7 separate regions of the Mus musculus genome follow, and all the other regions are linked to region 1. A link is a contact called in public Hi-C, HiChIP or PLAC-seq and promoter capture Hi-C data. All regions are on one chromosome and are shown on one strand. Each heading gives the region's core, a stretch centred on a gene start, on an enhancer-like site or on the middle of the called end of the contact. The rest is flanking DNA. Distances are from core to core; before and after follow the strand shown. Region 1 holds the start of Gigyf2 (GRB10 interacting GYF protein 2). Region 2 holds the start of Ncl (nucleolin). Region 3 holds the start of Nmur1 (neuromedin U receptor 1). Region 4 holds the start of Tex44 (testis expressed 44). Region 5 has its middle 19 kb from the start of Gm41907. Region 6 holds the start of Ugt1a6a (UDP glucuronosyltransferase 1 family, polypeptide A6A). Region 7 holds the start of Ptma (prothymosin alpha).

What was found. Promoter capture Hi-C pulls out the DNA fragments that hold promoters and counts their contacts. Hi-C and Micro-C count contacts between places; a contact is called where the count stands out from the background. HiChIP or PLAC-seq counts read pairs in DNA pulled down with a chosen protein or histone mark.
Region 2: a contact with region 1 is called in a Hi-C map of muscle stem cells, with 4 times the contacts expected there. The contact joins the promoter of Ncl here to the promoter of Gigyf2 in region 1. A contact is called at or near these places in 2 of 39 promoter capture datasets (cranial neural crest and pre-B cells), 2 of 484 Hi-C or Micro-C datasets (B cells and muscle stem cells) and 1 of 115 datasets of contacts at active chromatin or transcription factors (astrocytes).
Region 3: a contact with region 1 is called in a promoter capture Hi-C map of pre-B cells, with 3 times the contacts expected there. The contact joins the promoter of Nmur1 here to the promoter of Gigyf2 in region 1. A contact is called at or near these places in 4 of 39 promoter capture datasets (hippocampal neurons, liver and pre-B cells) and 1 of 115 datasets of contacts at active chromatin or transcription factors (astrocytes).
Region 4: a promoter capture Hi-C map of liver shows a contact between it and region 1, with 6 times the contacts expected there. The contact joins the promoter of Tex44 here to the promoter of Gigyf2 in region 1. A contact is called at or near these places in 3 of 39 promoter capture datasets (hippocampal neurons, liver and pre-B cells) and 1 of 115 datasets of contacts at active chromatin or transcription factors (astrocytes).
Region 5: a promoter capture Hi-C map of pre-B cells shows a contact between it and region 1, with 2.6 times the contacts expected there. The contact joins the enhancer-like site here to the promoter of Gigyf2 in region 1. A contact is called at or near these places in 2 of 39 promoter capture datasets (hippocampal neurons and pre-B cells), 1 of 484 Hi-C or Micro-C datasets (regulatory T cells), 4 of 115 datasets of contacts at active chromatin or transcription factors (astrocytes, bone marrow-derived macrophages, embryonic stem cells and 1 more) and 1 of 9 other capture datasets (macrophages).
Region 6: a promoter capture Hi-C map of pre-B cells shows a contact between it and region 1, with 8 times the contacts expected there. The contact joins the promoter of Ugt1a6a here to the promoter of Gigyf2 in region 1. A contact is called at or near these places in 2 of 39 promoter capture datasets (hippocampal neurons and pre-B cells), 1 of 484 Hi-C or Micro-C datasets (B cells) and 1 of 115 datasets of contacts at active chromatin or transcription factors (large pre-B cells).
Region 7: a contact with region 1 is called in a FOXA1 HiChIP or PLAC-seq map of pancreatic cancer cells. The contact joins the promoter of Ptma here to the promoter of Gigyf2 in region 1. A contact is called at or near these places in 1 of 39 promoter capture datasets (hippocampal neurons), 1 of 484 Hi-C or Micro-C datasets (B cells) and 3 of 115 datasets of contacts at active chromatin or transcription factors (embryonic stem cells, memory CD8 T cells and pancreatic cancer cells).

Annotation. Positions count from the first base shown.
Region 1 is chr1:87,325,258-87,329,156 of GRCm38.p6, reverse strand. It overlaps Gigyf2 (GRB10 interacting GYF protein 2), which reads right to left and starts at 2,159. Exons shown (of 29, transcript NM_146112.4): 1 at 2,065-2,159.
Region 2 is chr1:86,357,726-86,361,624 of GRCm38.p6, reverse strand. It overlaps Ncl (nucleolin), which reads left to right and starts at 2,170. Exons shown (of 14, transcript NM_010880.3): 1 at 2,170-2,419; 2 at 3,402-3,518. The coding sequence starts at 2,402. C130036L24Rik (RIKEN cDNA C130036L24 gene) reads right to left here and starts at 2,041. Exons shown (of 2, transcript NR_015507.3): 1 at 1,618-2,041.
Region 3 is chr1:86,386,081-86,389,979 of GRCm38.p6, reverse strand. Nmur1 (neuromedin U receptor 1) reads left to right here and starts at 1,839. Exons shown (of 2, transcript NM_010341.1): 1 at 1,839-2,667; 2 at 3,267-3,655. The coding sequence starts at 1,839. The coding sequence ends at 3,655.
Region 4 is chr1:86,424,280-86,428,178 of GRCm38.p6, reverse strand. It overlaps Tex44 (testis expressed 44), which reads right to left and starts at 1,850. Exons shown (of 1, transcript NM_027966.1): 1 at 130-1,850. The coding sequence starts at 1,808. The coding sequence ends at 216.
Region 5 is chr1:86,490,389-86,494,287 of GRCm38.p6, reverse strand. No RefSeq gene overlaps it. Among named protein-coding and RNA genes, the nearest start is that of Gm41907, 19 kb to the right of the region's middle. Within about 2 kb of position 1,912, at least 142 of the 459 cell types and tissues checked have an H3K27ac peak or open chromatin away from gene starts, as enhancers often do. A contact at or near this core is called in bone marrow-derived macrophages, embryonic stem cells, macrophages and 1 more, where this site is marked.
Region 6 is chr1:88,133,002-88,136,900 of GRCm38.p6, reverse strand. It overlaps Ugt1a6a (UDP glucuronosyltransferase 1 family, polypeptide A6A), which reads right to left and starts at 2,092. Exons shown (of 6, transcript NM_145079.3): 1 at 1,966-2,092. All of the region lies in intron 1 of Ugt1a10 (UDP glycosyltransferase 1 family, polypeptide A10), which reads right to left. The region is part of intron 1 of Ugt1a9 (UDP glucuronosyltransferase 1 family, polypeptide A9); the gene reads right to left. All of the region lies in intron 1 of Ugt1a8 (UDP glucuronosyltransferase 1 family, polypeptide A8), which reads right to left. It also overlaps Ugt1a7c and Ugt1a6b.
Region 7 is chr1:86,524,662-86,528,560 of GRCm38.p6, reverse strand. Ptma (prothymosin alpha) reads right to left here and starts at 2,004. Exons shown (of 5, transcript NM_008972.3): 1 at 1,611-2,004. The coding sequence starts at 1,655.

The DNA of each region.
Region 1 (3,899 bases), core at 910-3,409:
TTGCCCTCTTTTCCTCTTGGTGAAGGACCCTGCCCTCTACCTATCAGGTGTTTCCTCAAATTTTAGCTTACCTGTAAAGTCTCCTCACAGGACTAAATTTAAAAATTAACCCTTCCCACAATTGTTATCCAGTCCCCCTATCTCTCTTCTTTTTCTTTTTCCCGTTACTCCTACATAAACAGATGGTCCCTACACAGAAATGTTCAACTTAACAAGAGTTTGCACTCTACTATGAGGTAAAAACAATATGGACTCAGTAGAAATCATTCTTCATATTTCTAATTATGATTTCTTCCTGAGTTAACAATATGTATGTAGTACAATACTCCCTGGCATTGCTGGCTAGGACCAGAGAGTCACAAAATCACATAAAATCTAACCATACAAGCGGGAGATGATCAAGATTCTATAGGAGGCTTTGCTGTTATTAATGGGCAGCAGACTGATAGCTTTAAATGCAATTTCAGCTTACATACTTCAACTTTCAATCAATTTAAGGGACACAGCCCAATCATCACATCAAGAAGTATTTGTATATTTTTACTTAAGTATTTAGATGTCCAGAAGTGAGCGCAACACAAACAGAAATGTTTGTCCCTCAGCATTCACACTACATACTGTAGTACTTGTAGTCAAACAGAAAAGAAAGGAAAAGACAAGAATGGCAGCATACAGTACATAATCTCTTCTTCCCCAGCCACAAAACTCTAAATCCTTTGTCAAGTACCAAAAAAGGTATGGTCTTTTTCTTTCTAGCAAATCACCAACATCTTCAACGTTGGTATTTTTCCAGACATATGTCACTTCTAAATGTTTTCCTAGTGTCTTCTTATGTGACAGTGAAGTACATATCCCAGTCTAGGCAATCTAAAAGCTGCTACATTAGGGAAATATCATTAAATGAAGACAAAGTATATGTTCTAACCAAAAGGAAAAATTCTGCCAGTCAGAGCCACAAAAAAGGATGAAAACTCATGTACAAAAAGTAGGATAATAGTTTTTGTAATTTAGGAAGTCATTTGTTACTAAAGAGGAGTAACTACATAAGGAAGACTACAATCCCTGTATACAACACTCTGAAACATAATTACCTATAATTCAAGGTAGATGGGACTAGGTGGGAAGCCATCACTGATTGAGTCCCTTCATTTCTTAAGTTATGTTGGAATACTTACCTTCCTAATAGAACCACTAGGTGTGTTTAAGTGCTTTGACTTTCGAGAAAACTGGAGGTGAGGGGAGACCGTACTAGATAAATGCAAAGCAACGTTACTGCTTCCCAAACGCGGTCACACAATCAGCTCCTTTCACACCCTTCCTTACTTGCTGGCTTGATTTATATTTCAGCTACAAAACCAAAGTGTTCAAGAGTGCTTCGTGGGAAACTGCTTGCCCATTTCAAGCCGGTATGAACATTCGGGTCCCCGGGGCTGCCCGGGGCTCTACTTTCCCAAGCCTCTCAGTCCCAGGATCAGATCATGACTCCACCTTGCCTGGGGCCTGCTCAAGACCAGTCCTCCAGCCCTAGAAGCAGTCTTCCCCAGTCCAGATGCTCGGTGGAGAAGGCAAGGGCGCACCTCCCTGGGGCAGGTGCGGGCAGGAGCGCCGGCAGGAGCAGCTGTCGGCTCGCAGCAGCTGTTAGCCGGGGTACCCCGAGGCTGTGCGGGCGACCAGCCCCGAGGAGCGGGCAGCGGAAGGCGAACCCTCCGGCCTGACACTGCCCACCCCGCCTCCCGCCTCCTCTCCTCGGCTTCCCCCGCGATGCCACGGGGGCGAAAGCAGGGGGCTGCCCTCGGCCGGGACGCTCCCTGGACTGCCGGGACCCTCGCACGGGAGGAGGCTCCTGCTGACCTCGCACCTGCCCTGTCCCCAGGTCTGACGCCCCCAGCCGGCAGCGGCCGTGGCCGCTGCCGGGCAGCCTGAGTGTGTCCATGCGGCCGGCTCGGGCCGGAGCGGCGGGGACGCGACGGTGGGCGCCGGGCCACGGCAGCTCGGGGCGCTATGGCGGGGACTGGGCGCGGGATGGCCGCGGGCAGGGGAGACACACACCGAGCCACTGGTTACCTGCGGTCCGGGACAGGAGTCTCTCAGAACCCAAGTCAATCCTCAGCCTCAACAACACAAGATGGCCGACACGTCGCCACGCACGTCACGTGACCCCGCGCGCCGCGCCGCCCCCCGCCCCGCCTACATCCCCGCCTCACTCCCTCCCTGCTCTCCAGCTTCCCACGACATCGTTCCCTTCCTCGACGGCCTGCCCCTCCCCTCGGACACGCCCCTCCCTGAGACCCGGATGCAGGGCCGGGCGAGGACGGAGCCTGAGTAGCGCAGGCGCACAGTGGGGCCTTTGGCTGCATCTCCTATGGCCCTAGAGTTGAACTGGTGTCCCTAATTGGAGCCTGGCCAGAGGCCCTATGACTCACCGTCCGATGCACCCAATCCAGTGCCCGGTTGCAGTACAAAAATCTCCACATCATTTATGAGCTGGTTTTCCAAGCTAGAACTTTTCCACAGCATTTGGTCTAGCATTTTCCTGCCAGTTGGTCCATCATGGGGCAAATGGTAAAGCTGAAATTCAAAGCAGTTTCCTTTCTTATAGAACTGGAAATTCATCCTGGAGTACTGGAATGTGACAGCTGGGAAGGTTTTAAAAGTTCCTACACCTAGCCAGGCAGTGGTGGCTCACACCTTTAATCCCAGCACTTGGGAGGCAGAGGCAGATCGATTTCTGAGTTCAAGGTCAGCCTGATCTACAGAGTTCCAGGACAGCCAGGGCTATACAGAGAAACCGTGTCTCGAAAAACTAAAAAAAAGTTACTACACCCTTCCACTACATGTGGACCTACAACCCCCTTATATATACTGCCTTCCCATTTTAGGGTTGCGAGATAACGAATAGTAAACCCGGCAATACAGAATACAGGAAATTAATCTGCTGTCTTTCTGAAACTCATGTTTAGCTGGACATACTATATACTTTGATTTGCTAAACCTGGTACATCTACCATTTCAAGTCACCCGGGTCTTTCTGGGACCATTAGTCTTTTCCTGCCTTTCTACTACCTTTGGTGTTTGGGATCCACTCAGTTTCACACAATCACTGCAAAATATCCTCCAGCATTTATCATAGGTCTTCCCATCAACATAAACTTAAGTTTCAGAACACAGTGGCAGACTCCCAACCTAGTCGTTTGGGAGCCCTGGATTCAACACTTGGAAAAAAAATACACACACACACACACACATACATACATACATATATATATATATATATATATATATATACCAACTTCCTCCTCTGCCTCCCTTCCTGAGTCTTGATTCCCTTTCAAAGAGAGACTGTATAAAAGAGCATTAAATTCAGAGAATGATCATTAATCTTGACTGTGATCATTAATCTTGACTGTCAACATGATGGGATTTGGATTCATCATGGAAACAAATATCTGAGCAAATTTATGAGAGATTATCTAGATTATGTTATTTGATGTGGGGAAACCCGAGAGTAGGTAAAGTGGAAAATACCATTCCATTCCATAAGCTAGAATTCTATAGTGTATAAGACCTAAGTGAAAAAGCTACACAGAAACATTCAAAGGTTCCATCAGTCTCAACTTCCTGACCTTGGAAGCAATGTGACTACTCCCAAGGTGGACCATACTCTTGAATTGTGAACCAAAATAAGGCCTTTGCCTCTTAAGCAAATTCTTTTGGGGTATTTTATTACAGCAACAGGAAAGGTAGCTAATACATGGGGAGAGAACAAAGGAAAAGGAAAATATGGATGACACCAGATAAGTTCAGCAGCATGAAAGTCTGAAGGGCCCATTGAAGAGCTGTATTACTGCCAGCTTCCGGTGTTGCTGACCCTGATGAGCAAGGATATGCTCTCAAGAAAA
Region 2 (3,899 bases), core at 921-3,420, 970 kb after region 1:
ATTGACCTCAAAGGGGTTGAGACCCACACGTTGAGAACTGCTGCTCTTTGCCCTCATGTCTGTGAGCAGCGATGCTTTTAGTCTATTTTGAATACATTTATTAATTTAAAATTTCTAAAGAGCTGAAATAGAACCTGGTACTTGGCTCTATTTGTATAATAACTGGACAGTTACTGATCTTGGTTTTGTGCATACCAGACAGGCACTAACATCCTCACACCACCTCTATCTTATTTTTTTGAGCAGGGTCACCTTTCATGGCTAGACAGGCTGGTTAGCAGATGCCAGGGATCCTCCTGTCCTTGCTCCCTGTAACCCCCAGTGCTGGAGTTGTTAGTTATATGCTGCCACCCCATGCTTTCTACAGGGATATTGGGGATCCAATATGATATGGTTATATTCAATTATAATTTGTATAAGCATCACACATGGATTAGGTGTTGATTCCACAGAAACACCAAATCCTGCAAGCTGTCCCTGCTGCTGGTGCACTCAAACTTCTGTTCACTCCAGTTAGCAAGTAATTTCCAACACTATCATATGCCAGGCAATGCTTTAGGTACCAAGAATAAAGCAGACAACAGTCTGTGCTGTCTGGGGAAGGGGCAAATGAACAATAAATGGCCAAGAAAAGTACTAGGCAGCTGATATCTGAGAGTGTAACTAACCTTGGGTGCAAGCAGAGGTCTCTTAGTGGCACTGTACACCAGAGGGCTGAGGATAGCCCATACAGATAGATTGGATTGACAAAGGAAGCCATGTCACCCAAGTCATTTCACACTCACAGCTCATCTTCTTGTCTCCTCCCGAATGCCTTTAGCTTGCTCTGCTTGGAAATATCTAGAGTCTTCCTCACACCACCCTTCCTACCTCTCTACCCAAGAGTCTCCCTTGGTTCCATAATATACAGTACAAGGTGTGACCGGTCTCGCTATAAAGACAATGCCCCCACACCACAACTCGGGTTCGCCATCTCCTGCCCTGACAAGAGCGCACTGGTGTGTAGCTGTGGCTGCCCTCCACCGCGTTGGGAAGGCCGTAGTAAGTAAGCATCACACAGTGACTATTTCTACTTATCTCCAAAGGCCCGAGTTCAGATAAAAAAACTTGGGGACTCAACACATCCCACTCGCATTAAAATCTCCCGAGGTTGAAGTCAGGTATGATGGCATATGACTTTAATCACAGCACTAGGGAGGCAGGGGGATCTCTGAGTTCAAGGCCAGCCTGGACTACAGCGTGAGTCCCAGGGCAGCCAGGAATACACAGAGAAAACCTGTCTCATAAAATAACATCTCCTAGGTCGGGCCAGGCGTGCCGATACAGGTCGAGGCTAACATGGTCTACATGTGTGCTCTAGGACAGTAAAGAATAAAGTCCTATCTCAACTCCGGACGAAAACTCCACAGGTCATTTCTAGTGGATGTTGTTAGCTGATGAAGGGCGCCTGTGTGCTATGCTTGGAACCAGTTGGTTGCAATCCATTTAAAGCAACGCCAGACAACTCTCTCGTTCCCCCCGCCATGGAGGGAACCTGTGAGCGTGGTCACAGGCGGGCCGAGTACTTCTCCCCACCACACCAGGAAGTCACCTCTCTGAACCTGGAGTTATACCTACCGCGAGAGGTCACCGACATTACATGGATCGCTTGTGCACTGCTCGTACACACACACACGCACAACTGCTTTTATTAGGAGCTCTCAGGAAAGCGGGGACTCGCATCATAGCCAAGAAGCCGTTCGCGACTCCGCGGAGAACAGGCCGAGGCCCGCTCATCAGCCCGAGGGAACCCTAGGCCTTCCGGCGTTCTTCAGCAGGACCACGCGGCGCGGGGGAAAGCACCGAGAAACGCCCAGACCACCTGAGCATCGCCGCCCATGCTGCCTCGGAACACCTGAGGGAATCCGGGCCACGCCGCCACCTACCCGCGCCTCACACACAAGCCGCGCCAAACTCGCCCGTCCCACTGCGCAGGCGTGGGGAGAGCCCGGCGCTCAGGAGCATTCAAAGGACCCGCACACTGACCAGTCAACGTCCGCCTGGGCCCAAACGAGTCCCGCCCTCAGGAGCAGACGTCAGGCCCCGCCCCTAAGAGCCCCGCCCTCGTCAAGCCTTAGGCCCGCCTCACGCTGCCCCGCGTTAAGGCTCGCGGTTGGCTCCGGGGACGGACGCGAGCTCTGGTTGGTGGAGCCGAAGTCACGAGGACCCCCTTCGTCGCCTTTCCAGAGGCGATTACTGGGCAGGCTCAGTCTTTTGCCTCAGACGCTAGCTGTAGCTGGCAGGCGGTTGTACGTGCTCCAGAGTCGTCGGTACCCGCTACTGCAGTCGCTTTCGTGTGGCTTCCGCTGAGCTCTTCCGAGCTGCTCGCTCTCCACACGCGCCGCCGCCGTAATCCGCCACCATGGTGAAGCTCGCAAAGGTAAGAGGCCTTGGCGCGCCGACGCGGACGACTAGGCCCCTGCTTTCGGAGGGACGCGCGCGCGCCCGCCCGTCCGTCGCGGAGGGGAGGAGGGCTTGCGCGCAATCCCGGGCGCGTTCGAGGGCGCCATGCTGGGGGGGAAAGTCTCGCGCGACTAGCGGGAGGTCTCGCGGTGCTTGCCCTCTGACTTAGGGGGATGAGAAGAGCGGAGGCAGGTTTCCGGGAGGGCGATATCGAGGGTTCGGATGTAGCGGGCGGGAGGGGACGGTGTGAGGAGAGATCGGAGGAGCTGAGAGCGGATAGGGGCACGGCGTGGGAAGAGAGGGCCAACCTTAGGCGGCGAGCGGTCCCGGGGCCCCGCCTCCCCGCGCACGTGCTCTGGTGCGCGGCCCGCCACGTGCTCTGCGGAGCCCCGCACGTGTCGCGCGACCCGGGGCAGTGGGGGAGTGTCTGTAGTACCCCGGAAAGGGGGACGGCAGCGTGGGGATGGATGGGTGGCCCGGCGATCTGCTGTCTCTGCCGGTGACCGGGATGGACACGTGGTGGACCCCTGAGGTGGCGGCGTGGTGACTCCACGTGGTGGGGCTGGAAGCGAGAGAAAGTGGGAAGCAGTTGGGTTACGTGGTGCTGCTTTAAGAGGTGATTTCGAGATACCCCCTTCCCCAGCAAATAACTTAAAGGGATCCCTTTAACTGGGTTTTTTTTTTTTTTTTTTTTTTTTTTTTGTGGAAGATGCCAGAAAATAGATGGCCACGACTAGGAGACTTTATAACCTGTGGCTGTTTCTTGGTGTAGAGTTCTGTCTGCTCAGTTATCTGTGAGAAGGAAAAAAAAATTATGCGCGGTTCGCAGAAAAAACTGCCAGGAGAATGCCATGCCTGGCCAAGAAGAAGTCTTTATGCTTGTGTCCTTTAGTAAGAAAAAGGTGGTGGCCAAAGGCAAAGTGACTGAAAATGCGTGCAATTTTTGTGTGCGTTTGTAGGCTGGCAAAACCCACGGTGAGGCCAAGAAAATGGCTCCTCCTCCAAAGGAGGTGGAAGAGGATAGTGAAGATGAAGAAATGTCAGAAGATGAAGATGACAGCAGTGGAGAAGAGGAGGTAAGAAGCTATTTGCAGCAATAAACCGGTGGAATTGAATGTCTGGAAGTCTTAGAAATACAGGATATGTAGTAAATGGTTGAATGGCAAGCCCCTTCCTCCCTCCCTCCCTCCCTCCCTCCCTCCCTCCCTCCCTCCCTTCCTTCCTTCCTTCCTTCCTTCCTTCCTTCCTTCTGCAAGACAGTCGGCAAAACAGGGGACAGAAACAGGCAGAATTTTGAGTTCCAGGCAAGCAGGGAGTAGTACATAGTGAAACCTTGTCTCAAGACCGTTGTTATGGTCATGCTCAATCAGATTTCTTAGAAAAGCTCAGGTGCTGAGTCCAGTTTTTTTTTTTTTAAAGTATTGAAAGCCATGTCTCCTTATTTCAGGGTTTAATGT
Region 3 (3,899 bases), core at 590-3,089, 940 kb after region 1:
GACAATGCTCGGGGAAAGAATCGGTGTGGGAGGAGGTGCTGAAAAGAGAGAGGGCGATTTCCTTGGAGGAGACTAGTGCTTGGACCCCGGGGCTGGAAACCCCTTATGAGACTGTGTGTATTGGGGGGATTGCTATCCTGTGAGTGTACAAGTGGAGTCACGGGGATGAGACTCTGTAGGCTGCTGACTTTCAGGGGCTTAAGGGGTGCGTAAGAAGGTTGTCTGAAAATGTGGGTCAGAAAGAATTGCAGGACACGGAACAAGTCCTGCTCAGTCGGCGTGCTGCAGGTGGGGACAGCATTTTAGACCCAAGTCTCACGGACTTCCTCTCTCTGGCTCTTTTTTTCTTTTCTTCTCACCTGTAAAATGGGATTGTTGTCTAGAAAAAGAAGACACTCTCAGCTCCGGGTGATTCCAACAGCTAGCTAGTATGGTTTGGATGCAGGTAGAGTCCTTTGGGAGTGGTCCTAAGTACTCCAAGCTCCGGGGTCAGCGTTGCCCTCTAGTGGCGATTTTGTGAACAACAGGCGAAGCAACCAGGAAGGCGGGGAGGGCAGCCTCTGTCAGGTCGCCTTCAGCTCAGCATCTATCTGTCAGTGGGAGCCAGGGCGCACAGGACCTCCTGGGCAGAAGGCATGGTAGGTGAGCGGGATACGGGCCCTGACAGGAGCGGCTCTCAGAGTGAGATGGGTGGAAAAACTCTGTGAGACATTTGGGGGTTGTGGGAGAGACCTCTCAGTTAGTCAGTTTATTTCTGTCATTTTTCTGATGACTGTCGTCTCAGCGCTGCTCTCTTGAACCTGGGCTGTCACCTGCCCATCCCCAGCTCCTCTCCGTGAGAGTTCCGAGAGTGAGAACTCCAGGTCTAGTAGGTGCAAAGAATATAAAATATTTAGACTGGGAGTGATTCAGGTGACAGAAAACAGAATCAAATTTGGGTCAAAGTACAGTTTTTTAGCTTTTTCACTCCTTCACTTAACCCCTACGGTGGCTTTCTCTTCACACCAAGGTCACACACAGCGTTCTGTATGTCAGGTCTGCCATGTGTCGATGCTTTTTGTGGATTAAATACCGGGATCTTGCACCTGGAGTTGGGGAGGTCAGGTCTGCCCTGGCAGTTGCTTTAGGAGCCCCGGCTCTTTAAAGACCAAGCAATACTGCAGTTGCACCCACTTTTCTGAGGTCCACATCAAGTGGCTCTCCTGAAGTCTGTCTTAAAAGGGAGACAGCCAAAGGAGATAGCCAAGCGTTCTTGGAAAAACCTGGCATTTCTTCAAAGATTCCAGTAGATTGTAAAGGGCCAATCTTATCATTTAAAAAGTATTTCATTTGTGTGTGTGTGTGTACTTGTGCATATATACTGTTTGCATGTATGTGTGTAGAGGATAGAGGATAACTCTTTGTTGTTGTTGTTGTTGATTGGTTTTTTGTTGTTTGTTTTTGTTTGTTTTTTAGACAGTGTCTCTCTCTGTAGTTCTAACTGTCCTGGAACTTGCTCTGTAGCCCAGGCTAGCCTCAAACTCACATGAGACCTGCCTGCCTCAGCTTCCTTCGCGTTGGGATTAAAGCTGCGCACTACCACTGCCCGGCCAATTTTATTATTTTCAAGGTTTGCACTCCGGATACTCTGTAGTTGAAATGCACTTTAGTGGGTGGCAGATGCTTTCTTTCCCAGTGGCATGTGACTAATCAGTCCTCTACAGTGTGATAACTTAGGACAGAGCTGGGATTACCTAAATGACTTCTGGGTATCTCCCCCTTCTATCCTACAGACTCCTCCCTGCCTCAATTGTTCCATCTTTCCTGGAGCGCTCTCCCCAAATGCTTCAAGGAGCCCCCTGGTCTGCAATATCAGTGAGTTCAAGTGGCCCTATCAACCTGAGGATCTGAACCTTACCGATGAGGCCCTGAGGCTGAAGTATTTGGGGCCACAGCAGATGAAACAGTTTGTCCCCATCTGTGTCACGTACCTGCTGATCTTCGTGGTGGGCACTCTGGGCAACGGGCTGACCTGCACCGTCATCCTGCGCAACAAGACTATGCGCACGCCCACCAACTTCTACCTCTTCAGCCTCGCTGTGTCCGATATGCTGGTGCTCCTGGTGGGCTTGCCTCTGGAGCTTTATGAGATGCAGCAAAATTACCCGTTCCAGCTGGGTGCGAGTGCCTGCTACTTCCGAATACTGCTCTTAGAGACCGTCTGCCTAGCTTCAGTGCTCAATGTCACAGCCCTGAGTGTGGAGCGTTATGTGGCCGTGGTGCGCCCACTCCAAGCCAAGTCTGTGATGACACGGGCCCATGTGCGCCGCATGGTGGGGGCCATCTGGGTCCTCGCTACTCTCTTCTCTCTGCCCAACACCAGCCTGCATGGCCTCAGTCAACTAACTGTGCCCTGCCGGGGGCCGGTGCCCGACTCAGCTATATGTTCGCTGGTGGGTCCCATGGACTTCTACAAGTTGGTGGTACTGACTACCGCACTGCTCTTCTTCTGTCTGCCCATGGTCACCATCAGTGTGCTGTATCTGCTCATTGGGCTGCGGCTGCGGAGGGAGAGGATGTTGCTCCAAGTGGAGGTCAAGGGCAGGAAAACCGCAGCAACCCAGGAGACCTCCCACAGAAGGATTCAGCTGCAAGATAGGGGACGGAGACAGGTGACCAAGATGCTGTGTAAGTCATTGTTGAGGAGAAAGCTGAGCTTCCTCCAGTCTGGGGAAGGAATTGAGCTTCCAGGGTATTGTTTGCTTGCTTGCTTGCTTGTTGTTGTTATTGTTTTGAGAAAGGGTTTCAGGGCTGGTGAGATGGCTCAGCAGGTAAGAGCACTGACCACTCTCCTGGAGGTCATGAGTTCAAATCCCAGCAACCACATGGTGACTCACAACCATCCGTAATGAGAAACTAATAATAATAATAATAATAATAATAATAATAATAATAATAATAATAATAAAACAAAAAAAACCTATGGGCCAGACTTAGCAGGGACCAGAGCAAGTGGGGCTTGGGGTGGAGGGAGCGAGGCCAGAGAAAGACAGAAAAGGGAAGAGGGAAAAAAAGAGAGAAGGAGTTTCTTTGTGTAGCTCTGGCTGTTCTAGAACTTGCTGTGTAGACCAGAGATTCACCTGCCTCTACCTCCAAAGTACTGGGATTAAAGGTGTGCACCACCACTACCTGGCTCTCCTGTCTGCTTTTCTAGGACCGGAAGATAGTGAGCTGTAGATGCAAACTCTAAGCATGATGAAGATCAAATCTCTTCTCTGTCCTTGCAGTTGCACTGGTTGTGGTATTCGGCATCTGCTGGGCTCCATTCCATGCTGACCGTATCATGTGGAGCCTGGTGTATGGACACTCAACGGAAGGCCTGCACCTGGCCTACCAGTGTGTCCACATTGCCTCTGGCATCTTCTTCTATCTCGGCTCAGCAGCCAACCCGGTGCTCTACAGCCTCATGTCTACTCGCTTCCGAGAGACCTTCCTGCAAGCCCTGGGCCTTGGAACCCAGTGCTGTCATCGCCGCCAACCCTATCATGGCTCCCATAACCACATCAGGTTGACCACAGGCAGCACCCTGTGTGACGTGGGCCACAGGAACAGCAGGGACGAACCTCTGGCTGTGAATGAGGATCCAGGGTGTCAGCAAGAGACAGACCCCTCCTGAATAAAATTTGGAAGGAGCCTTACCCACAAGGCCAGAGGGCCTCAGAAAGTCTGGGGAGCTACAAAAGTGGTTTCTGCCCTGCCCACATATTTGAGTATTGAGGGAAACAGTAAGAAAAAGAGAATTGAACCCCAATTGCCCCCATTGAAGGCCTGAAACACTGGCTCAGCAGTTAAGAATGTTTGCTGTTCTTCCAGAGAACCTGGGTTCAGGTCTCGGCACCCTCATGACAACAGGCCATCCG
Region 4 (3,899 bases), core at 601-3,100, 900 kb after region 1:
TTCCAAAACCTCAATCGGTAGCTTGGGCATGGGGCTGAGCAACAGGCAGGTACATGTCCTCGGTTTACCTGTGGGCCCCATCGGTCCTTTTACCCTGTTGTCCCACTGCATGGATAAGGGCAGAGCTTAGAAAATAAACGCTTGTGGTTATTTACTGAAAGGCAGGGGACAGTTACCTAGTGCAGGGTTGGGGAAGAAGTAGGGGGCTTGCTGGTCTAGTTACCACTGGGGCCAGTGCGGGCCCAGCGTGAGGTGAGATGATGGGCCAGGTAGCGCATAGCTGAACGGATGCCTTCCATAGTCCGTCTCTCCACAGACTCCAGCAGGTGCGTGACAGAGTGCAGGGCTGAGCCAGTTCCAGACATCACCCCAGAGGAGAAAGCTGACCTGGCGCTGCGCAAGAGGCTGGCGACAGTCCGCAGGCGGGGACCCTCGTCTTGTAGCCGGTCAGCTGGAGAGCTGCAGCCCGAGGCCAGAATGCCCACAGCCACACCCATGCGTGTGGCTGTGTCTGACCACACCAGGATGTCTGTGAGGGAGCTGATGGAGCCCTCTCCACAACCCAGCAGGCTGGTCATGGAGCGCATGTAGTCGTTCTCCACATCAGGTCTATACAGATTGGGGTCCAGAAGGTTCCTGCCCAGGGCCACCTGGTAGAAATCTGGAGAGTGGGGTGGGCTGCCACCTGGGGAGCCTGGGTCAGGTGGATCCGGTGGGATACCTGAGTCAGCAGCTGAATCCTCACTGGTCAGCCCTGGCGATCTAGCTTTGCTCCCAGGGTTCAAGGCCTTGAACCCTTCAGCTTCCTGCTTGGCCGAGTTGGTGGTAGGCGTGGGTTCTGGGTCGCGACCACTGGTATCGGAAGGGGGTGGGTCAGCAGCTCCCACCGAAGTCTGGACATGTTCAGGCAGGTTAGATAGCACGTCAGCATTTGGAACTAATACTGGCTGCCCTTCTGGAACATTCGGGTTTCCCAGTGTCTTTTCCTGGGTCTGGGAGTCACTCGGGGAAACCGTCCGGCTCCGACTTGTACGGTTGTTTTCAGCTAGCCTGTCCCACACTGGGTTCTGGAAACCCACAAACACTTGCAGGATACCTGGGTCTTGGGGCAGCAAAGATGTGGTCTCTTCAGGATTGTCCTGGCCCTGATGTGGAATATCTGGGCTCTCATCTTTGACTGCAGAAGTTGCTGTATCTGTGGAGATGGCTGGCTCTACATCTTGCCCTATGGAGGTGTCCATCTGCATGGAGGGCTGATCTTTATTCTGTCCCACAGAAGTGGCAATCTGCAAAGATGCCTGGTCTTCATCCTGTCCCATCAAGGTGGCAGTCTGTATGGAGGCCTGATCTTTATTCTGTCCCACAGAAGTGACAATCTGCAAAAATGCCTGGTCTTCATCTTGTCCCATCAAGGTGGCAGTCTGTATGGAGGCCTGGTCTTTATCCTGCTCAAAAACTGTGTTAATCTGCATGTACGCCTGGTCTACATTTTTCTCCGTGATGGTGGAAATCTGCTTGGAGAGCAGGTCCTCATCTTGTCTCATGAAGGTATCAGTCCGAATGAAGTCCTGCTCTTCATTTTGCTCTGTGGTGATGGCTTTCGCCTCAGAGGTTTGATCTACATCATGTTCAGCTAGCACTTCGTCGATGTCTCCTGGTGGGACGTCATCGGGCAGGGAGTCTGGTCCTTCGGACTCTCCGGGTAAATCTGCAGAGTTTTCATCAGCTGTGTTGTCCGAGGAGGCCTCGGGAAGATCATGTGTAGAACTGCTGCTGGCTTCAGGGTCTTCCAAGGGCTCAGCGGTCATCTATGCCCCCTGCTACTTATGGTGGTTGGGAAGGAGTGGCTTGGCCCTGCTAGGCTCAGTTGTCCAGGTGGTGAGGTCACAGCAGGTTGTGGGCAGCTGATGATGTCACAGGTACTTGTAGAGCAAGGGTCCTGAATGTCCTGAGTCTGCTGAGTGGCTGTCCTGGCGAGCTGACTATAGGTGGTGTTGCATAGCCAGAGTAGTGGGTACAGAGGAAATGAAGAATAACTGTCTTGGTTTAAGATGGAGATACGTAGGTAGGTGCAGATGCAGCCGCAGGGCTGTGAGTGGTTTCGGGAACTGTACTTTGGGGCATGATACAGGAAGGTAATGCTGAGTTTGAATTAGTAGGTTTTAAACTTATTTTGGGGACAGGGGATCAGTGCTCTTGTTATGTAGTTGAGGCTGGTCTCCCACTCTGATCTTCCTGTCTTAGCCTCTCAAGAGCTAGGATTACAGACATTTGTTATACCAGGTTATCCCTCCCACCATCTCTCTATTCTATTGGGCTACTTCAGGACCCCAATTTCTTTCTTTCAGGCCGGTCTTTCTTTGGTAATTTTTCTAGCAATGAGGAGGAATAGTGGAGGCCAGGGCCTGGGCGGCATCTAGGCTGGCTATCCTTAGTGCTAGAGTTAACCTTTTGACACAGGACAATCTACCTGCTCATCTGGGCTGGGAGGGCAGGGCACCACTAATGGGTACAGACTCCAGGGCAATCCTAAGAAGAGCTTGGTCCCCAGATAACCCCACTGTATGAAGAAGGTAGCCGGGGACTGGGTTTGGCTGAGTGTAGCGCACTTGCCCAGCATGCTCTGGTTCCATCCCCAGCATTGGAGTGGATGGTTCTATTTGTGTGTTTGTGCTCACCCTAGTTGCCAGGTTAGGTGTAGTTCCTGCTCCTGGGGATAAGAGGAGATGCAACCATCTGATGATGCCCCTAGGGACCCCAGCATCCCTAGGGAGAACTGGGTCTATGTTTATATCTTCTCTCCTAGGGGCAAGGCTGTGGGTCCATGACTGCCCCACTGCTAGGCACAGCCTCTTGGGGAAGCGGAACGCTGGGAGTTTGACTGCCTTTATTCCATGCCACCGCCACTGTGACTGCTGCCGGGGCTGAGACACCTCCCGGGTGGGAAAAAGCTGGAGTTGGTTCAGGGGTCCCTGGGCCTGCAACGAGGCCTGGGCCGTGGGGTTCTCAGACTCTTAGACATCCGCTGGGAGTTTCAGCAGAGCAGAAAACAGAGTCGGGCTGTGGGCTGGGGACAGTGTCTAGCCTGGGGTGGGGGGAGGGGAAGGGGGAGGAGCTCCGGCTTGTCCCAGGGGGTGATATTGTCCTTAGCTTGGTGGAGGCAGGCTTGGTGGCAGTTGTGGCTGAGAGCACAGAGAGACCTTCTATGGGAGAATTAAGCTGCGGCTCTGTAGTTGAATGCCTTCCCCATGGCTCCCCACTGTGGCTCTTGTTGAAAGAGACAGTCCACAGTTCTAAACAGTTTATTGGCTGTTCATGGTGGAAAATGGATGTGTACTGTATCCACTTCTCCGGGTGGACCTGAGGTTAAATACCTTTTGCAGGGAGGAATGTCTGGGAAGGGAAGCTTATTGGCTAAGTCCTCCAGGCCTCTAGGTACCTCATTAGCATGGAGAACTCAGTTTTGGGGAGGGGGGAAGGAGGGGAGAGGGGAGGGATGGAGGGAGGGAGAGAGAGAGAGAGAGAGAGGGAGAGAGAGAGAGAGAGAGAAAGAGAGAGAGAAGAAATGCAATTATACTCTTGGGCCAGGTGGTGGTGGTGCAAGCTTTTAATCCCAGCACTCCTGAGACAGAGGCAGGTGGCTCTGTGAGTTTGAGGCCAGCCTGGTCTACATAACAAGCTCCGGGACAGCCAAGACTACATAGTAAGAAATTTTCTTTAAAAACAACAAAAGATAATCAATGGTCTGTGGTGGAGGGATGCTGGCCAGTATGGTAACTGACTTACCATGCCTGTAGATGCAACCTAATGGCAGCTCTGGGTCACACTGTAGTAGTTCCATCACAGAACACAGGCTTCCCCCTCTATCCTTCCTGTGTTGTCTCCCATTCTGCCTCTCC
Region 5 (3,899 bases), core at 663-3,162, 830 kb after region 1:
AGGTGGGGTGGGGTGCATCAGCCAGGTTCTGAGAGATGCTGGGAGAACCAGGCAGCCAGGTCCACTTTGATATGTAAAATAGACACCTCAGTTTAAGATCTAACACACAGCTGTGGGGATCTAACTGCTGGTCTTGCCCATTCTCAGACTTGGGATGAAACTAGCTGGGATAGGCCCTGGGAAAGCTCAGGCAGGAGGTGATTTTCAGGTCTAGGGGAGAGCAGAGGGGATGAGAATCCCAGGGGTGTTGGTTGGGAGGGACAGCCAGAGTGAGGCTTAGGTACCAGCCTGGCTGGCTGGAGGGCAAAAGCTTCCTGGTCCTGGATCATGTTTCTGCTGCAGTTACAAATGTCACTGAGATCCGGGTAGACATGGTTGTGAGCTAAGCTCCTACTAAAAGCATTTTAGGGGGAGGAAGATGGGGAGCGGGGTACAGCTTAGTACCAGAGTAACCGAATGTCTAGCATGTGCAAGGCTGTGAATTCTATCCCAAAGAAAAAGACCCCATCCCAAAGAAAGAAAGAAAACACCAGGCTAAAGATGCAGCTGGTAAGAAGTGCTTGCTTGACGAGCGTGGTGGTGCGTGCCTTTGATACCAGCACTTGGGAGGCAGAGGCAGGTGGATTTCTGAGTTCGAGGTCAGCCTGGTCTACAAAGTGAGTTCCAGGACAGTCAAGGCTACACAGAGAAACCCTGTCTCAGAAAACCAAAAAAAAAAAAAGTGCTTGCTTACCTAGCATGAAGGTGTCTTGGGTTTGAAGCCCGAAATCACACTAAAAACTGGACATGTGGGGCTGGAGAGATGGCTCAGTGGTTAAGAGCACTGGCTTCTCTTCCCAAGGATCAGGGTTCAATTCTCAGCAACCACATGGTGCCTCACAACCATCTGTAATGGGATCTGATGCCCTCTTCTGGTGTGTCTGAAGACAGCTACAGTGTACTCATATAAACAGAACAAATAAATCTTTTAAAAAACAAAACTGGACATGGTAGTGCACACCCCTGTAATCTCAGCATCCGAGAGGTGGATGCAGGAGAATTGTAAGTTCAATCTTATCCTCAACTATACAGCGATTGGAGGCCAAGTCAGTCTGGGACATAGGGGACCCCCAGGCTCAAATTAGCAATAGAAAATTTAAAAGCAGGGTGTGGTTGGGAATGACTTTCGTCCCAGCTCTGAGGGTAAGGGAGGAGGTGGATCTCTGTTGCGTTCAAGGACAGCTTGGTCTAAATAGTTTCAGACTAGGTCAAAAAAAAAAAATCCTTCAGTAAATTATGAAATGGAACATTCAAGTCTGCTGAGATACCATACTGGCCAGAGAGACACTGGCCTTGGGCAACTGGTTGGGGAGGGCAAAAGCAGGAACTAAGATAGAATATAGAGGAAGATCCGAGTGACAGGCCAGTGTTAGGCTCTGGGCTGCCTGGGGGCACTGTCCTATATCCAGAACAGGCACAGAGAACCTGCAGTGGACAATCCCTTGCTGTGGGATAGAAGTCCTGCTAGCTTTGGCCTCTGGTGTGAAAAGCAGCCGAGGGCTGAAGCTGCAACAGACTTGAACAGAAACAACCACATCTCCATCCACGCAGCGTGCCCCACCCCCGCTTCCCATCTCAGGGGTGCCTGCCCAAGAGTCACCTTGTATCCCCAGTAGCCAAAAGTAGCTTCTGAGGATCTTAAAAAGGAGGTTCTGTTCTGTGCCTGGTGCCGCAGGCCTGAGAGCCTAACAGCCCATTCTCCACCCTGACCCTCTGACAAGACCTGTGGTGTCTGGCTGACCCACAGTCTCAGGAACACACCCACCAACACAGGGAGAAGTTGGTTTGAGAGCCTGGCTAAGCAGTGACCACTTCCTCCTGAAGCCACCTGTGAGGGCTTTAAGAAACCAGCAAGGAAGGCCTTTATCTGCACAGAGGGTGAGGGCCTGATGGGTGGGGCCTCTGCTTCTGTAGGCCAAGGTCACTACAACCATCCAGGGTATGTGCTTATAGCCTTTCTCAGACCCTTGGCTGCAGCCCCAGCCCTCTGAGGCTCCACAAAAGGAAATGTTTGTGTCACTGGCTAGCAGCCTCAGGGCAGACGGTTGACTGCTCTCTCTCTTCTTCCCTCCCTCCAGGCTAAGGAGGTTGGATCCAAGAGGAGTCGCTCAGAGGCCTGAGTAGGGAGGTCAGCCCAGCGTCAGGAAGGCCAATGGTCCTCCAGTCCTTGCTCATAAGCTGCCTGGTCTGACCAAGCTGGCCACTCCAGATCAGATCTCTAAGTTGCCACAGCAGGGATCTTGAGGGTGACCTGGCCGACTATTCCCAGAGGAAATCATCCTCATCCAGCCACATGCAGCCCCCAGAGGCAGAGCCCAGAGCAATGGTTTATTTCTCAGGGTTGCCTTTGAGGCACCCCACTCCCAGCTACTGTTTAAGGAAATGTTAAATATGCTGCCTTCTGTTGGGTGAGGCCAGTCTCCCTCAGGCTGCCTTCCTTCCGGAGTTTCCCATTAAATTATTTACTTACACACACACACACACACACACACACACACACACACACACACACACACAGAGCTTTCAGGGAGCCTGCAGGGACAAGGCAGCATTCATTTTTCAGCGCTCACTCACTCACTGCGAGGACCCTTTCTTCCTTACGCGTAAACGTTGGCAGTGTTGGCAGCAGCTGTGGGGCACCTTCTAGGTCTCTGCAGTTTACTTCTAGGGGCCAGAACAGCCCTTGCCAGGGGGTTCCTGGGCATAGAACCTAGCCCCGGGCAGTAGCTCAGTTGGGGGAACTGGAAAGGACCAAACACTGACTGGGGGGTGGGCACAGAGAAAGCACTAAACCTAATTTTGTGGTTTAAGATGGGGAGAGACAGGACGAGACCACCTAACCTACTTCCCATTGACTTTTGTTTGTTTGTTTGTTTTTTGTTTTGTTTTGTTTTTTCGAGACAGGGTTTCTCTGTATAGCCCTGGCTGTCCTGGAACTCACTTTGTAGACCAGGCTGACCTCGAACTCCAGAAATCCGCCTGCCTTTGCCTCCGGAGTGCTGGGATTAAATGTGTGTGCCACCACACCCGTCCCCATTGACTTTTTAATGTATTTCTTTACTTTGGTTTTTTAGAGACATGGTTTCTTTGTGTGGCCTTGGATATCCTGGATCTTGCTCTGTACACCAGGCTGCTCTCAGACTCATAGAGTCTAGCTGGCCTTGCTGCCTCTGCCTCCCAAATTCTGGGATTAAAGGTATGAGCCATCACAGCTGACCTCTCCACTAGGTTTATAAGTCAGGCTTCATAACTTGGCTTTCTGGGGCCCCAACCTTTGCCCCTGTTTGGTGGGTTCAGAGAGTGGCAAAACCTACTTGATGCCATGCCTGAGTGACATAGGGACCTTGGCCAGCTGGCAGGAAGTTCGACTGTCAATGCTCAACTCCCAGAGCTGCCCAGATTTCCTGAGTAGGATACTCCCACTATAATGGACAGCTGTGGTGGCTTGAGAGCTAGCTGGTGTTCTGGGAGCACGGTCAACATCCAACTTAAAGACACATTGGTGCATGCTCAAATCTGGAGCAACTGTGAAAAGACCAGGAGAGCCGGTTGGTCTATGTACCACTAAGCCATTCCTTTATGTGGAGGAACATCCCACTAGTTCATGCCCCACCCTACTACCTGACCTGGAACTCACTATATAGACCAGGTTGGCCTATAACTCACAGAGAGATCTGCTTGCCTCTGGAGTGCTAGGGTTATTTATTTATTTAAATGTTTGGGGTTTTTTTTTTTTTTGAGATACAGTTTCTCTGTGTAGTCCTGGCTGTTCTGGAACTAGCCCTGTAGACCAGGTTGGCCTCTGTAAGAGAACTGCCTGCCTCTACTCCCCCACAAGTGCGGGAGTTAAAGGGGTGCAC
Region 6 (3,899 bases), core at 843-3,342, 810 kb before region 1:
TTGCTTTGCTTGATGTTTTTCTCCAGTCCATTAACTGGCTGGCCTCCTAGGGAACAGCTGGAAATCTCTAATTTGCATTACAGTTTGTTCTGTTGCAATGCTACATAGCCTGAACCTTCGAGAAATTCCACAGCACCCTTGGGGAGGATGCTCTAGGAAAGCAAATGACCATTTTGGTATTGCTAAGAGAAAACTGTGTTCATTTCCTAAAATGGGCTCCAAAATGCCAATGGGCTCCTAGAATGTATTTTGAATCTCCTTGTTTGATATCAAATAAACTTTCCCACCTATGGCCCAAGCCTTTCTTATTGATGCATGGCATTGATCTCTCTGAAATGACAGAACTCTGGAGAGTGAGAGCGACCTGGAGCACATATGATAAGCATGTTCCAGGGACAGCAGAGCTCAGGGCTGATGTGACCAGAGGTCTGCAGCTTTCTAGCCCTCCTTTTGGTAGTTTAAATGAAAATGGCCCCTGTGGGCTCATAAAAAATTGCACTATTTAAAAAGTTAGGAGGAATGGCCTTGGAGTAGATGTGGCCTTGTTGGAGGAAAGGTGTCACTGATGGTGGCCTTTGAGGTTTCAGGGGCTCCAGCCAAGGCCCAATGTGTCTCCCCCTCCCTGTTGCCTGCCAATCCAGATGTAGAATGCCTGGCTTCTTCTCCAGCACCATGTCTGCCTGCCTGCTGCCATGCTTCCTGCCATGACCATAATGGACTAAAGCTCTCAAAAGTAAGCCAGGCCCAATTACCTGTTTTCCATTCTATGAGTTGCTGTGGTCATGATGTCTCTTTATGGCCTTAGAACCTCTAAGATGCTCCCCCTAGATGATATACATAATAAACACGATGTCAGCTCTGATCACCTACTTCCTTTAAAGTTCTGCTAGTGTCCCATCCGTGACACCTTCCCTGTTGAGCCCAGGGTCCAGCAGCCCAGTCTGTGGCCCTGGGCCTCCTTCCCTTCCTTGCTATCATTACCTCACCTTCTGTGTATTTATGCATCCCTCTCCCAACTATTAGTAGCATGTGCAGGGTGGGATCAATCATTGTTCTAATGTCCCTCTCTACCAAACTCAGTGTTCCTCTCTATTGAGTCTGCAGCATGCAGATCAGTGTCCAGCATACAGAAGGCTCCGAGTACCAGTTTGTGTGTGAGTAAACTGGCATTGGGACTGTCTGTCCATTTTATCCTTGTGCCTCATTTTCAATCAAATAGTAAAAGGTTACTCAAGGAAGGATAAGACAGAACCAGCTCCCTTGTGAGGAGTTGGTCGCTGACCCTTCGACATGTGTATAAGGGAAAAACCAACGACCCTTTCCTTCTGCACACTTTCACTCACACAGCTCTTGTGTTACCAGGCATGTATGAGTCAAGTCAACCACTTAGCAGAGTTGGCTACAGACCAGAGGCTCTTTTACTCAGCCTCAGAGCAGCTCTGCTCAAACCACTCAGAGAATCACTCAGTCAGAGGTTCATTACAGCAGCAGCACCCATAGTGCAACAAGACAGCAGTGGAGAAATGCCAAGAGCTTGGGGGAGAGACATGGCCGCTCTCTGTGTTCTTGGTGCAACCTATCCTCCACACCTTCAGCAACCTGGCAGCTCCCCAACCCAATCCCTCTGTGCTTTCATAGGGGCCGCATCATGAAATACAGGGGATGGGCTGATTGATTAAATTACCGTTGATCAGTAATCAACCCTAACTTCAATCCCTTTCTCTGCCCTTCCCTCTAATCTCAAAGCTGGTTCCAGACCCCATCCTTACAAACTTTCCAAAAGTTGCCCCTTAAGCATAAGCTTTAAGAAAACAGTACAACAGCTTATCACAAACAAACAGCACAGGTTTCCCTCCCACCCCTCATGAAATCAACAGGCATTTGGGAAGCTCTGCACAGGAAGACAAAAGCCCTTATCTTTCAAATTCTGTATTGCTCTCTCACCACACATAATCTGTTACTTGCCTGTCAGATAGTAAGGTTAGAGACCTGTGCCTCTAGGTAGCACGTGATGAGGGCCCTTGAGCAAGAGTAAGAAATCTGGAAGTCGGTTTCCAGTCAGCCACCATCAGCCAGCATCTGAATTCTGGGTTTTCTAACCACCACCAAAGAGGGAGGGTTACATTTGTTCTGTTTGTTAATCACTGCTGAGGGCGGGCCAGGGAGTTATGGATGTTGAAATCAGGCTGCCCTGGAGGAAATTGTTCTTTGAATCAAGGAACTGGCTCACCCAGACCTTGTCAGGCATATGCATATTGGAACCAGCTTGCCAGTACTTGCCTTAACCTTGGCACCCCAGTCGGTTGGGGCTCAGGAAAGCAGGACTGAAGGGGCCACCCCAAAGGGCAAGCAGGAACATAGCCAAGATGAAAGTTCTTTCTTTAAGGCTTACAAAGACTCCACTCAGTCCAAGCAGGGGTGGAGGATCAGCGTGGGAGGGAGGAGGGGAGTTGGAGTTTTTTGTTTTGTTTTGCTTTTAATTGATTCTTTGTGGGTTTCAAATTGTGCTTCCCAGCCCACTGGTCACCCATCCCCCTGGTGTCTGTTCTTTGCCTTTAACACATAAACAAGCAGGCAAAACAAAAACAAAAAAGCATTGAAAATATCTCATCATGGAAGCTGTAATACTGTCACAGTGTGTCCCACAGTATGTCTCTCTGTCTACACATGTTCACTTGCTAATGTTCATTGCAGTGAGGCACTGGTCTGGTTTGAGATCTCTGGCTTTTGTGACATAAACAGGATTTTTGACTCAGAATGAAAAGAGACAAGCTTACAGCAATGAGAAACCACTCCCCAGAGACTCATAAAGGAAGCACACTGTAGCTCTGTCCTTCCTGAGTGGCAGAGCAAAAGCTCTCTGAAGAATGTCTTTAAGCAAGCTGGCATGAATTGGGGAAAGCACGAGGAACTGTACCCTCGTATTCTTTATGACAGACACACAATTTACCGAGGCCTGGGCCCTTCCTAGGAAAATCAGGTTCACCTGGGTACTGACTGGCTTGTTCTTGTTTCCAGCAAGTCCATGGGGTCATAGGTTGAAATCAGGAAGAAGGCAGGAGAGGACAACAAGGTTCTGTCAGAGCATCACCAGAGGGTGCTTTGCAAGCTTTGTTCATGAGATTTGACTCTACTGTTTCTTAGACTGGTGTGTGTGTGTGTGTACATGTGCACAGAGAGAGAGGGGGGGGTGTGCAGCTGTCAGGAGTATTTCTGTACTGGGCACCAGAAAAGGGAATGTGGCATGCCTGGCACTTCTAAGTTTTATCCCTCCTGCTGCCCAGGAGGCTCAGTCCAGTCCAGCGGGAGGATACAGGCTCAGGGTGTCTTGCATAACATTACTTCTACCTATACAGGGGAAGGTCAGCTTTAACCTAGGGATTTCTGAAGAACAACAAATGGGGCTTGGGGCACACACCAGTGGAATGAAGGCATAGATCCTGGGATAGAACCACACTGTATGGGTAAAAATGCCGCTCCCCAAAGTGAATGAAGAACAGCTAGCATCTGGAGTAGGAAGGAGGTCTGAAAGTTGACAGGGGACAGTTTCATTCCAGAAGCTGAGGGCTATCTGAAAAGGTCAGCCATGTAGAGGAATTCCCTTCTCAGGAACTCACCCTTCCAGATCCTTCAGATACCTAAGCCCAGGAATTAGAGGCCCAGGACCTACAAGATGACAGAAGACCTACAGAACAATTTCAGACTTGAAAAATCTCAATTCAGAACACAAAAAAAGGCAAAACCAAATCCATGAATTTCCCTGGTTTTGTTTCTGCTGCTGTGGTAAAATACTCTGATAAACAGAAGCTTAGCGGACACAGGCTTATTTTACTTGCAAGTCAGATTCTAGTCCATCCTTATGGAGAAGGTAAGATGGCAGAACCTGAAACAGCAGACAG
Region 7 (3,899 bases), core at 755-3,254, 800 kb after region 1:
CTGGGTAACTTTTCCCACTACGACGGCTGAACGGTCGGCTCGGTCGGGGCCCAGGAACATGGTCCAGCTAATTCCGCCGGTGCACCGCTGGGTTACCTGCCGGCAATGGTGGGTTCGCGCCCACCGGAGGCCTGCCTAGGACCCCACTGCACCCGCTTCCGCCCCCTGGCGGCCGAAGCCCGGGGGAGTGAGTGGGGGCGGGGTGGCAGCGGTGCGCAGGCGCATAGCTCACCCAGCGAACTACGCGCGCGAGCCTCTTGCACGCACCGCGCGCAAAGAGCACGTGGCCCGGGGCGCCAAGTGCGCCCTGTGCCCTGGAGACCCGAGGTCCGCTTTCATCCAGGGGAGCGGAGTCACCCACTGGAGAAAGCCCGCTCCGTGCTGCCCCCTGGGGTCCTGCCTGTGAGGGGCAACACGCGGCTTCCGGCTCCGATTTTGGCGCCAAGCTCTCGCGGTAGGTCACCAGGGACTCGGAGCTCCTCGGCTCCGACCCTCGAGACCTTCGGGGGGGGCGCTCCCTAGGAGCGCTGGACCTCGCGGGAATTCACCTGAGACTCCCGCCGAGGGCGGAGGTGGGACCATGCTTGCTACAAAGTGTTACAGCGGTGGCGGGCATCGCTCCAGAGCGCGCTCTGCACGGGGTCGCACCAGCCGAGGGAGATGGCGAGCCACGGGAGTTTAAAGAAACAAGGCGACTGGGACTGAGTCCCCACTGCGGGACAAGCGGGGTGCGAACATCGAGGTGTTTGAAAGCAACGAGTCCGAACCGAACACGGCTGAGGGTGGAGAAGACTCCACCGGGAGGGCGAGCCCCTGCCTCAGGACCCCAGCCAGGACCGCGGTGCTGCGCGGGCTTCTAGACCGCCACGGCACCACCGCAGCTGGGGAGCCGTGGGGGGGCGTCCAGCCGCTCCGCAGCTTCACTTTCTATTTCCTCCCCCTCTCGCGTGGGCTCGCCGCCCGGGCCCAACCCCGTCAGCAATGACTGACCCTGCGACGAGGTCCGCCGCCGCGGGGACAAACACGACCACCCGCGTTCACCCGTGGCTGCGGACCAGACCCTTAGGTGTCGCGGTCAGAATCCCCCCAGCGCAGCACGCCGCCCCATCCGCGTCATCCCGGATAACCGGTGGCCGGCCCGCTATAGGGCGCGAACCCGGGCGCCTAACAAAGAGCGACTCGGCCGCGGGCGCCCTCAGCTCGCCGGCGCCGCACACGCGCCCCCCACACTTCCGACTGCGGACGCGCCGGAGTTTCAAAGTTATTTCCGTGCGCCGCGGCCCCGCGACCCCGGCCCCGAGAGCGCTCAAACCATTCGCAAACAAGTTTCGAGAATCCGCGTCTCGGCCCTCCCCGTTTGCGTCCGAGTTCCGAGGCGACCCCAGGCCATCGGCCAGCTCCCGACGGCGGCACCAATGCCCGCGCCGCTTCGCGCCCCCTCCCCCGCACACAAAGAGTGTTGCCCGGGGCCATCGCGCCGCTGGAGGGTGGCGGGGTCGCCTGGAAAAGCGTTTGCGTGATGCTTTCCTGAAAGCCCGCAACCACGCGCCCCAACGCCGCCCGGGCGACGGCGCGCAGACCCCGAGGGGGCGGGCGGCGTCCAGCCTCACCTTGGTGGTGATCTCGGAGCTGGTATCCACTGCCGCGTCTGACATGGTGGGGCACGCCGGTGGTCCGATGCCGCGAGTGAGGGAATTAAAAGTCGAGTTCGAGGACTCTGGCGAGAGAGCTGCCGGAGTCCGCGCTGGAGGAGGCGGTGGGCGGCGAAGGTGGCTGCAGCGAGCGCGGAGCACGACCCAGGAACAATGCAAAGATGGCTTTTCGGAGCAGCCAGTGGGGGACTCACGCGGCGCCAGAAGCTTTAATATAGATTAGTGGGCGGTGCTCAGCCACCCTAGTCCCGGCGCTATTGGCTGAGCGCAGGGAGCGGGCGTCCTCTCATTGGCTCGATTCCGAACAATGGGCAAGTGAGCTTAAAGCGGCAGTGCCTCGGCTTGGCGCGCGCTGCGCAGTCCCCCGCCGCACTGTCATTCAGAGTGTTGAATTTTGTTGGGTCTCGCCACGCCGGAGGGGGGTCGCGCGCGTGCGCGCTCCCGCAGCTGTTTTGCTAAGGCCTCTGACGCAGAAAGCTAAAGCGCGGCAAAGCTGCCCGCCCAGCCCCGGTCCTCCCCCTCCCTCGCGACTGCTCGGAAGAAGGAGGGGGAGGGAGGGAGGAGGGGGAGCGGGAGCACTGCCCGCCAGGGGGAGGGGGAGGGGAAGGCGAGCGATGGGCGGCGCTTGCCCCGGGCGGTGTCCCGCGTGGTTCCCGCGCCCGGGACCTGCCCGCACCGAAGAGCAAGTTGTCCCAGTTCAAGTGAACATCAGTCCACACAACGGGGTGACTGTGACTCGCACCTTCCGCCCCGTCCTCCTTTCCCTCCGCCTCGATGACACTAGTGATCCCCACCGCCCACCACTGTCCCGCCGTCCAGGGTCAGCTCCGGAGTGGGCCTCGCGCCCTGCACACTTGGGGGGACTCATGCGAAAGTCCCGGTGTCCTCGAGCGAGACAGGCCTGGGGCCTCACGCCACAAGGCGGTGTCGCGCCTCAGGGCTCTCTGGTCAGCGTCTGCTGTAAGAGGTCACTGCCGTCGCGACAGCTCTTAACATCATCCAGAGCCCCGCCCGGCCATCGAGTTTACCCCTCTCCCCTAACATTTTGCAGGCTCCAGTGGGCATATGAACAGTGTGCAACTGGGAGAAACTTGTCTCCCCGGCCATTAGGACTAGTCCTTGAAGGGGTTCCTTCAAACTTGAGCCATTTACGGTACCACGCGGAGCCTGAGAAAAGAAAAACCATAAAGACGCCACACTCAAGATGGCGTTGGACTCGGCAAGCGTGGCGTGACGTGGCGACTCGGCTCACGCGAACAACTTCAAAATACTATATTACTCCATTTTTAGCGCTGTCTCACTTGGCTGTCGAACTAAGGAATTTGCCCTGTGAGAAGAGCGACCAGAATGGCTATAAACGGGTTCGGAGAAACGACTTCGCCACACTCAAGATGGCGGCAGATAGCGTCCGACTGTGTGTCGCCAGGAGGGGGCGCCCGACACGGAAGGCGGGACTTGGGAGAAACCCGCACACACTGGCTGAGAGTGGCGGGCGAACACAAAGTTGACGCTTTGCGCCCTGCCATTGGTCATTCCTGCTGTCTGTCTCCTGGGGGCCGTGGAATCGGGAGTGAGGAAAACCCGGAGTCTTGAATCGGGGAGGGTGAATGGGTGCCAAGTCCCTTAGAGCTTTGAGGTCGAGGCGAGGAGACTGAACTGCCCTTATGGCTCACCCCCGGCGTTTGGGCCCATCCTCACCCGGAGGCCCCTATGCGGAGCTTGAGGAGAGGAGAGGAACGTGCAGTGTCGGGAAACTGTTGCAGTTGGACCCAGGGTCGGCCCGCGAGCCGCACGTGGCCGGCCCGCATCCCCGCGCGCACGTGCCAGTCCCGCCACCAGCCGCTTGGGCCTGTGTGAGCTTTTCCTTTAAGGAGAAAGCCTTGCCGCCGCCCTTTGGCCTGCGCTCACTCCCGTTGTCCAGCGGTTGCTCCTGTCCTGGCAGCCCCTGGCAAGGGAGGGTGTGAAGGCCCCCGGGGTCTCGCTCTTCTCGGAGCACACTAATGGCCGGAGACGGTTATCGCGCCCCAGCGCCCTAGGTTGCACAAACTGCCTGAGTCCGAACTGCCCCACCCCCGCCAGCGGGCTTTACTGTGATGAGGATATGGAGCTTAAACAGGGAAGGGCCTTTGAGCTGCAGCTGCCCAGACCCCTTTTTTGTAGATAGGGAGGGACGGTGCTTCAATATAAACAGAAAGGAGGATGCTTTCTACCTGGTGCTTATCCATTAAGCTCCCGTTATTCTCTAGA